Regions from separate parts of the Mus musculus genome. Here region 1 is linked to region 2. Evidence: chromatin contacts called from public HiChIP or PLAC-seq data. All regions are on one chromosome and are shown on one strand. Each heading gives the region's core, a stretch centred on a gene start, on an enhancer-like site or on the middle of the called end of the contact. The rest is flanking DNA. Distances are from core to core; before and after follow the strand shown. Region 1 overlaps Trappc10 (trafficking protein particle complex 10). Region 2 holds the start of Rrp1 (ribosomal RNA processing 1 homolog (S. cerevisiae)).

Region 1 (4,107 bases), core at 245-2,744, 190 kb after region 2:
GTGTGTAGTGTTAAGGTTGGAGGAGAGAGCACATGGTGAGCCTCAAAATACTTAAAATGAACTTGTGCTGACACGCATGTTCTCCTCTGGCTGTCACGAGTATAAGTCGTGTTTTCCAGGATGCCCTGCCCAACATGTACTTTTTTGCATGCCAGGGACTTTCCTCGTCGAGAGGCTGGGTCTTTATATCTTCTGGTTCAGCTTGTGTGGCTGTGATTTTTAAGGCAGTCAATGCCTTCTGCTGGCCAGACCCCAGTCACTGTCATATGAAGCCTTGTGCTCTCAGAAAGCCATGAGGAGGCCCAAGCCATTAGAGACTCACCCACTGTGTTCCGTCTCCCAGCCTTAAAACACAGCTCCACACCTCACCTTCTGCTGCAGATCTATGAGCACAGTAGAACTAAATCACTACACAGTGTAGTGTAAGGTTTTACACCGTGGTGGCTAGTTGGAGAGACAGGAAGAAGGAAGAGAGAAGGGTGGGGTGGGAGGCATGGGAGTTTTGATTGAAGTTACCTTGTTTAATTTACTATTGATTCAAGAAGAATTTAATAGTGGTAAGTTCTCTTGAACCTAGGAGCATGCAGTGAGTTTGTATTCCTTTGTACCCTGTTATGGCCTTAGTCATAACTTCACAGAGGCCATGCACCATCCAACTTCCCCAGGTCCACTTAGTTTAGTTCTTGGGGTCATTGTAAATGGTTTCATTGAAATTATCCTAATAAGGATCATCCTTTTTGATTTTTCAGTGTTTGGGTTTTTTGTTTGTTTGTTTGTTTGTTTTGAGACAGGGTTTCTCTGTGTATCTCTGACTGTCCTGAAACTCACTCTGTAGACCAGGTTGGCCTCAAACTCTAAGATCCACCTGCCTCTGTGTGCCAAGTGCTGGGATCAGAGCTATGCACTACCACTGCCCCGCTTTGTTTTGTGTTTTGAGACAAGCTTTCCCTGTGCAGTTGATGCTGTGTTAACTTCAGCCTTGCAATTCTGCCGTGGCCTCTATAGTATTAGGGTTGCAGCATGTACTGTATTAGGGAGTACTGCTTTCTCTCACCACTTGGGTTAGTCCTGGGAGAGAGAAGTGGAGCTGTTTTGAGTTGAGCAGCTTCCTGTCAGCTCCTGTGAGCTGGGACAGCGTGAGGGAGCTGGGTGATCTTCTCTCTGGCTCTTATGTGGAGAATTCAAGGGGCATTGAAGTTGGATCAGGATTCCAGGGCTTCCTGAGAGCTGAGGGTTACTGTGTGTGTGGACAGCTGGCAAGAAGCTAGGGTCCTGGCTGACTAATGACAATGACAGCCTTACGGGGCTTGGGCACAGAGCCCTGACTAAAGCTCTTCCTCGGCTCTTGGGCAATAGCACCCTGGGTGACCTCCTCAGCTCTTCAGCCCTTGGTGCTGTATCTTATGTCTTTGGGTGCCAGAATATGCCAGTGCTGAGACACCCACTCGGTTTACCCTCTGGCTACCACAGTGTGTTAAAATGCTGTGACTAGTGGCTCTTTGTTACTGACACCCTCCCTGTTCCTAGAGACAAAGGGGCATTGGGAAGCTCGCCTTCACAGTGACTTATTTATTTTTAGGATACTGAAGTGTACAAAGCTACGGTAAAAGACGACCTCACCAAGTGGCAGAATGTTCTGAAAGCTCATAGCTCTGTGGACTGGCTAATAGTGGTAGTTGAAAATGATGCCAAGAAAAAAAACAAAACCAACATCCTTCCCCGAACTTCTATTGTGGACAAAATAAGAAATGACTTTTGTAATAAACAGAGTGACAGGTAAGTATGTCTTGCATTTTATCCACTTTGATGTTAGTGATAGCCGTTGACTCAGGCAGTCTAGAAAACTACAGAGGGGTGCAGGATCCCTTCCCTAAACCCCTCCTCTGTAATTCCTGGCCTAGCAGTTCATCTCCAGGTGGACAGCCTAGGGGGAGAGGCTTCTGGGCCAGTGGCCCTGGGGAAGATCAGTCCTTGAATAGGGTAGAATTCCCCAAGTAGTTTCTTAACCGTGAGACACGCATTTCTGTTTATAGTCCACTTTTTAAAAGTTCCTGGAAGGAAGTTGCAAAGCAGCAGCTTCATCCCTTCCTTGTAGTGTCTTACTGCTCCTCTGCGCCTGCTGGGACTTCCTCTCCTTAGCACTGCAGACACAGTTGACCAGGTGGCTGTGTGCTGACTCGTCTCGGAGATGCCCTGGTGAGACATGCTCTCATTCCCATGGTCATTGCCACCAGCGGAGGGTCCCCATGCTGCAAGAACCTATAAGAGTGCCACTAACCTGCTTTGGGGACCTGAGGGAGGTGTTTGGGGTCAGGGCTGGGCTGGGAAGTAGAGCATGTATGAAGTGAGTGGGAAAGCGCCCAGAGCAGAGCGGTTCCTCTGCGACTCTTCAGAACACTGTCATTTTCTATGCACATTGATAGCTGCTGTTGTCACTTAGTACATTGGGAATTTTCCGTGTATGCCCCTGTCCCATTATTGCTAGTGAACACATAATAGGGCAACACATCCATGTACAGTTCACACACAGAAACCTTGAGGACTGTTGGGCTCTTGTTTGCTTACTGTTCCTACAGACATTGTCCATGTCTTTCCAGCCCAGATCCTGTGAATGTCCTTAACGACTTCCTTAGAATCTGCTCCTTAAAGGGAAGTTGCTTGGTTACAGGTTCTGTCCATTCTTCACACCTTTGGCAAAATACTGCTGAGTCAGATGCTAACTCAGGGATTGTCTAAGATGGTGGTAGCATCGAGGTCTTTCTGAGGCCCTCCTCACATGAGCCCCTGTTAGCAGCTGCTCTGGTCTTCTGTGCCCTAGGAGACACTCCTGATCAGTGTTCATTCCTCACATCTCTAGCTGTGCTGGGCTCTGTCTTTTTAATCATGCAAACAGATGATGACGTAGAGAGCGTGGGAGTCGAAAGGCCTGAGGAGGGACTAGGGCGTAGTAGTGTTATGCAGCATGGACTATGTAGGCAGCGGGCTGCTGAAGGAAAGCCCTGCCTCATGCGTGCTGTTGTGTTGAGGGTTTCCATCCTGCACTGTGAAGGCTATGGGAGACTGTGCTGCTGCTGCTCAGCAAGGGTGTTGGCAGCTGCAGCTCCTGAGAGTACCATGGGATAGGTACTGAGCTGGCAGAATGCAGCACCCGTTGGGAGGTGACATCAGGGGTGACTGGCCCTGGCCTCTGCCCTTCTGAGAGGGATCAGTGCCTACTGGGTAGGTGATGGGAGGGATGGCTTTTCCATGCTGCCTCACCTTTTGGTGTTGCATAGAGGCTGCTGTCTCCTGAGGGTGTGTGTTAGAGCACAGGGTTGGTTCATCTCACTGTTTGCTAGCAGCTTAATAAAATGCTTATTAAGGAGAACTATTGATGCCCATTGCATCCAGATTTTAAAACCATTTCTGAGTTTAGGTTTATTTACATCATTGGCACAGTCTCCTTGCATCATACCTGTCTGTCAACTGTATCTGTCTTGCTTCTTAATGTTGTCCTTACGGTTGAGGTGTGGTGGCAGAGGCATATCTATGGGGACAGCCAGGGCTCACTGCAGGGGCCTCCCAGGATGTACTGCTGTGATTGTGGCATGGGGTTAGTGTGGGATTGATGTCAGGTGAGCTACCGAGTGCTGGAGGAAAGAGAAAGTATGGCTGCTCAGTGGCCCAGACTGGAGCATGAGGGGTGGAAGCTGGTCCTGCGGCTAGGCCTGGGCCTCCCATGTCAAGCTGAGATAGCTTGGCTTCATTCTGTCAGCATAAGGAGCCTGTGAGGATGGGGGTTGGGAGCTGAGGGTGTTGTGACTCCTGTATCACAACCGGCCCTGCAGGTCCACCCCTTTTCAGTCCCACTCTGATTCCTGTCCGTTCTGCGGCAGACTTTACTAGAAACCTTTGCAATGCCTATTAGCTGTGAACTGCCTGGGCCCCTCCCTGACGATTTTCACTGATTGAAGACAGAAAACAGGGCAGGCAGTTGGGGGTTTGGAAAAGAGGCTCAGCCAAGCAGGTGTTTTATGCCCCAAGAATTTTCCAGAATGCCTTTCATGTCTCTGCAGGTGTGTTGTGCTCTCTGACCCTTTGAAGGACTCTTCTCGAACTCAGGAATCC
Region 2 (4,073 bases), core at 991-3,490:
AATTGATGAGTGTGGTGGTTTGAATATGCTGGGCCCATATAGACTGGCACTATTAGGAGGTGTTACCTTTGCCTTGCTGGAGTGGGTGTGGCCTTGTTGGAGGAAGTGTGTCACTGTGGGGGTGGGCTTTGAGATCCTCTTCCTAACCATGTGGGAGCCAGTCTTCTTCTAGCAGCCTTCAGATGAAGATGTAGATCTCGGGCTGGTGAGATGGCTCAGTGGGTTAGAGCACCCGACTGCTCTTCCGATGGTCCAGAGTTCAAATCCCAGCAACCACATGGTGGCTCACAACCATCCGTAACAAGATCTGACTCCCTCTTCTGGAGTGTCTGAAGACAGCTACAGTGTACTTACATATAATAAATAAATAAATCTTTAAAAAAAAAAAAAAAAAAAAAAGAAACATCCCAAACCAGCCAACTAATAAAAAAAAAAAAAAAAAAAGAAGATGTAGATCTCTCAGCCCCTCCTGAACCGTCTCTGCCTGGATGCTGCCAGGTTCCCTCTTTGATGATAATGAACTGAACCTCTGCACCTCTAAACCAGCCCCAATTAAGTGTTGTCCTTATAAGAGTTGCCTTTGGTCATGGTGTCTCTTCACAGCAATGGAAACCCTAACTAAGGCACTAATTACCATCTTTGTGCTTGAGACTTGTAGACTTAAAAAGCATCCATGACTGGATGTTTAGGACCAGATCCTCCTCCTCCTAGTTGGTACATAATAAACAACCTGAGGTTCCAAGTTGCAATGGTAGTGAGTGTCCCAATCAGAGTGCTCACACCTAAGCTGAGCCCACCTTTTCTGTCTGTGTGTCTGTCCTGTATTTCTTTACTTCTCCCAGTTGGGGTTTCAGTACTCAAGCCTAGCAGGACTTGGCATATACACATATGTATAGGTGGATATATTTACTGTGTGATGTGTAAGTAGAGTCTGACCATTAATATTAGTAGTTTAAGATAGCTTGCCTAGGGCTGGAGAGATGGCTCAGCGGTTAAGAGCACCGATTGGTCTTTCAGAGGTCCTGAGTTCAATTCCCAGCAACCACACAGTGGCTCACAACCATCTGTAATGGGATCTAATGCCCTCTTCTGGTGTGTCCGAAGACAGTAACTGCGTACTCATATAAATAAAACAACAGCAACAAGAGATAGCTTGCCTAAGTCAAAGAAACTGGGTTGACTTTAAAAAGCGTGGCCATAACATTGATGTAGTCTATCAAATTTTTTGTTATTCAGTAAATTCTGATGTTATAGAAAATACAGAATTGTCTATGTTCCTGTAATAGTGCTTAGACATGCCCTCTCCCACCCCAGTTGCTTATTCCTCTTCAGTCAGACTTTCAACAACCATCCCTCCCATTTTTTCCAGCATCTAGCTTTTCAAATACAGCCACCTTCCTTGCCTGACACTTTAATCCTGGGCTTAGCTGGCCTATGGTGTAGCAACGAACTGGCAATGTTATGGTACCACTAAGTCCAAACGTCCACTGGTCTTGGAAATTTCCCCCAGCAAGTCATCAGACTTCTGGTGGTCTTGGGCACACCAATGAAACCTGTAATTGTTTTGTATTCTAATTTGACATTTCAGCTCTTGGGCTATATGGAAAAATTTTCCCAATAGTGTCCCAAACGATTGTCACCACACATTTCATGAACCAGGGCACACTCAAGTTTTGCACACTCACTGTGCTTTCTATAGTGTATTTGCCTGCCTACCTTCATGATAGGTACCTGCACCCTGTCCCATAATCTGGATCCTGACAGCCTTCTTGCTTTTCTCTTTCCAGGAAAGTGGATGCTCTACAAGAGGCTTGGTGGGGTGGATTTCCCTGAGGACTAAGGTGTTAGGGATCAGGTAAAGTGTTTCGGGTAAAGCTCGTAGTTCTCGGCGTTGCAGGGTTCATGCACACACCCAACCTCCCCCCACCCACACCCCACACCCCAACATGGCTCAGGATGCTGAGCCAAGGGCAGCTCCACGCAGTCCTGCTAAGTGTTACAGTTGAGGACAAGCTGGGCCACATCACGATCTTCTTGTAATACAGCCACTCCTGCTGCAGTAAAGAGGAGGGCGAACCCAAGACAATGCTTTAACCTTTTCAAGAATCAGAGATGCCCTAGGCTTACACCAGACCATCCTCCTCCCTGCAGGGTGCAGTTGCGCCTCTCGGCCACTGAGAGGCGGTAGCGTACGCCAGCATCGTCCAGGACGTTTGACGTCTAGCTGGGTTGTGTCGCCTCAGTGTGACGTTCAGTGGTGACGAGCGCGTGTCGTCACTCGAGCGCCCCAGCGGAAGCGTCGAGTGCGTGGTCTCAGGGTTCTCCTCACCATGGTTCCCGGAGTGCCGCTCCCGCCGGAGATCCAGCTGGCGCAGCGCCTGGCGGGCAATGAACAGGTGACGCGGGACCGCGCGTTGCGGAAGCTGCGGAAGTACATCGAGGCCAGGTCGCAGCGGGCGACAGGTACGCGGGCGGGAGGGCAGGCGAGCTCCGCTGCGTGGGCCCCGCAGGATCCGGCCTTCGTCTGCTGTTCTACTGGCTTAGGCTGACCCGATCGGTCTGCCCGCTTTTCTTCCTTCTGTAGCTTGCTGGTGCTCTTCCGCCGGCCTTTACTGGTGTCCCGTGTTCTTAAAGGTGTGTTCTCGACACCCCGTTCCCAGGATGTCCTTTTGCAGAGCGGTTTCTGTGCTTCTGGTCCTCAGTGAGCGACCCCTTTCAGCAGCCTCCGCGTCTCTTGGATATCCCTCCGCAGATGCAAATTATAGATTCCCTGAGCAGTGGTTTGGCCGAGGTCACGGCTGTATGCTTTGGGAAGTGTCTCAAGGCAGTTTTCCACGCTCTAGTCAGAGAACCCCAGCTTGGGGAATGCGCTTCGCCAAATGGTGGCGATGTCCTTTGCTTTTGGATATCCCTCCGCGGATGCAAATTATAGATTCCCTGAGCGGTGGTTTGGCCGAGGTCATGGCTGTATGCTTTGGGAAGTGTCTCAGCGCAGTTTTTCACGCTCTAGTCAGAGCACCCCAACTTGGGGGATGCGCCTCGCTAAATGGTGGTGATGTCCTTTGCTAGCCGGAATGAATAACTTTCACCATTTAATCTCCGAAATGTCATAGTATAGCTACAGTTCCTTGGTCTGACACTGGCTTAATTAATCACTGCATTAACAATGGGCCATCTCCCGGTCCCGAAAGTGTTGGGTTTCTTTAACTCTATGGGACTGATACCTGCTTGCTGGTGCATGGAGTTACTGGAGGGTTGGGGGGAGGGGCTCCTCCAGGCACCGTTATGGCAGTTCTGTTGGAGAATGTTTTGAGGGCGGGGCTGGCTGCCCAATCATATTTTTTTAAGGTTTATTTATTTATTTAATGTATATGAGTACACTGTAGCTAGCTGTACAGATGGTTGTGAGCCTTCATGTGGTTGTTGGGAATTGAATTTAGGACCTCTGCTCGTTCCAGTTGGCCCCACTCACTGAGGTCAGCCCAGCTCGCTCAGTCCCTGTTCCGTCTGGCCCAAAGATTTATTTATTATTATAAATAAGTACACTGTAGCTGTTTTCAGACACCCTAGAAGAGGGCATCAGATCTCATTAGGATGGTTGTAACCTACCGTGTGGTTGCTGGGATTTGAACTCAGGACCTTTGGAAGAGCAGTCAGTGCTCTTACCCGCTGAGCCATCTCGCCAGCCCCCAGTCGTATTATTGTTAAGAGTAGTTCAGGCAGTCATGTTTCCTTCCTGGCTCGGGAAGGTAGGTTCCAGGGCTCACTAAGTCTCACTGTTGCTCTTGTGATGCAGGTGGTTTCACTCCAGATGAACTGCTAAAAGTATGGAAAGGACTGTTTTACTGCATGTGGATGCAGGACAAGCCCCTCCAGCAGGTGGGTGCCTGGGAAGGTAGCTGAAGAACCCTCACAGGAGTTGGTGGGGGACTGAGGGGCTTATGTTTAATCCTCCACCCCACCCCTTAACATAGCCAGCACTGACTCCTGCTGTTTATAGAGAAAGTGATGTTTCCTGCATAGTAGGTCTTTTTTTTTTTTCCATGTGGTTGCTGGGATTTGAACTCAGGACC

What was found. HiChIP or PLAC-seq counts read pairs in DNA pulled down with a chosen protein or histone mark.
Region 1: a contact with region 2 is called in an H3K4me3 HiChIP or PLAC-seq map of stem cell-derived neural progenitor cells, with 31 read pairs. The contact joins the enhancer-like site here to the promoter of Rrp1 in region 2. A contact is called at or near these places in 1 of 39 promoter capture datasets (HPC-7-derived erythroid cells), 1 of 484 Hi-C or Micro-C datasets (bone marrow-derived macrophages), 18 of 115 datasets of contacts at active chromatin or transcription factors (the 230-238 cell line, the SCID.adh cell line, bone marrow-derived dendritic cells and 12 more) and 3 of 9 other capture datasets (adipose tissue, liver and pancreatic islet).

Annotation. Positions count from the first base shown.
Region 1 is chr10:78,220,333-78,224,439 of GRCm38.p6, reverse strand. Trappc10 (trafficking protein particle complex 10) reads left to right here. Exons shown (of 23, transcript NM_001081055.2): 4 at 1,580-1,776; 5 at 4,056-4,107. Among named protein-coding and RNA genes, the nearest start is that of Trappc10, 22 kb to the left of the region's middle. Within about 2 kb of position 1,494, at least 64 of the 459 cell types and tissues checked have an H3K27ac peak or open chromatin away from gene starts, as enhancers often do. A contact at or near this core is called in stem cell-derived neural progenitor cells, where this site is marked.
Region 2 is chr10:78,411,210-78,415,282 of GRCm38.p6, reverse strand. Rrp1 (ribosomal RNA processing 1 homolog (S. cerevisiae)) reads left to right here and starts at 2,240. Exons shown (of 13, transcript NM_010925.2): 1 at 2,240-2,463; 2 at 3,797-3,879. The coding sequence starts at 2,331.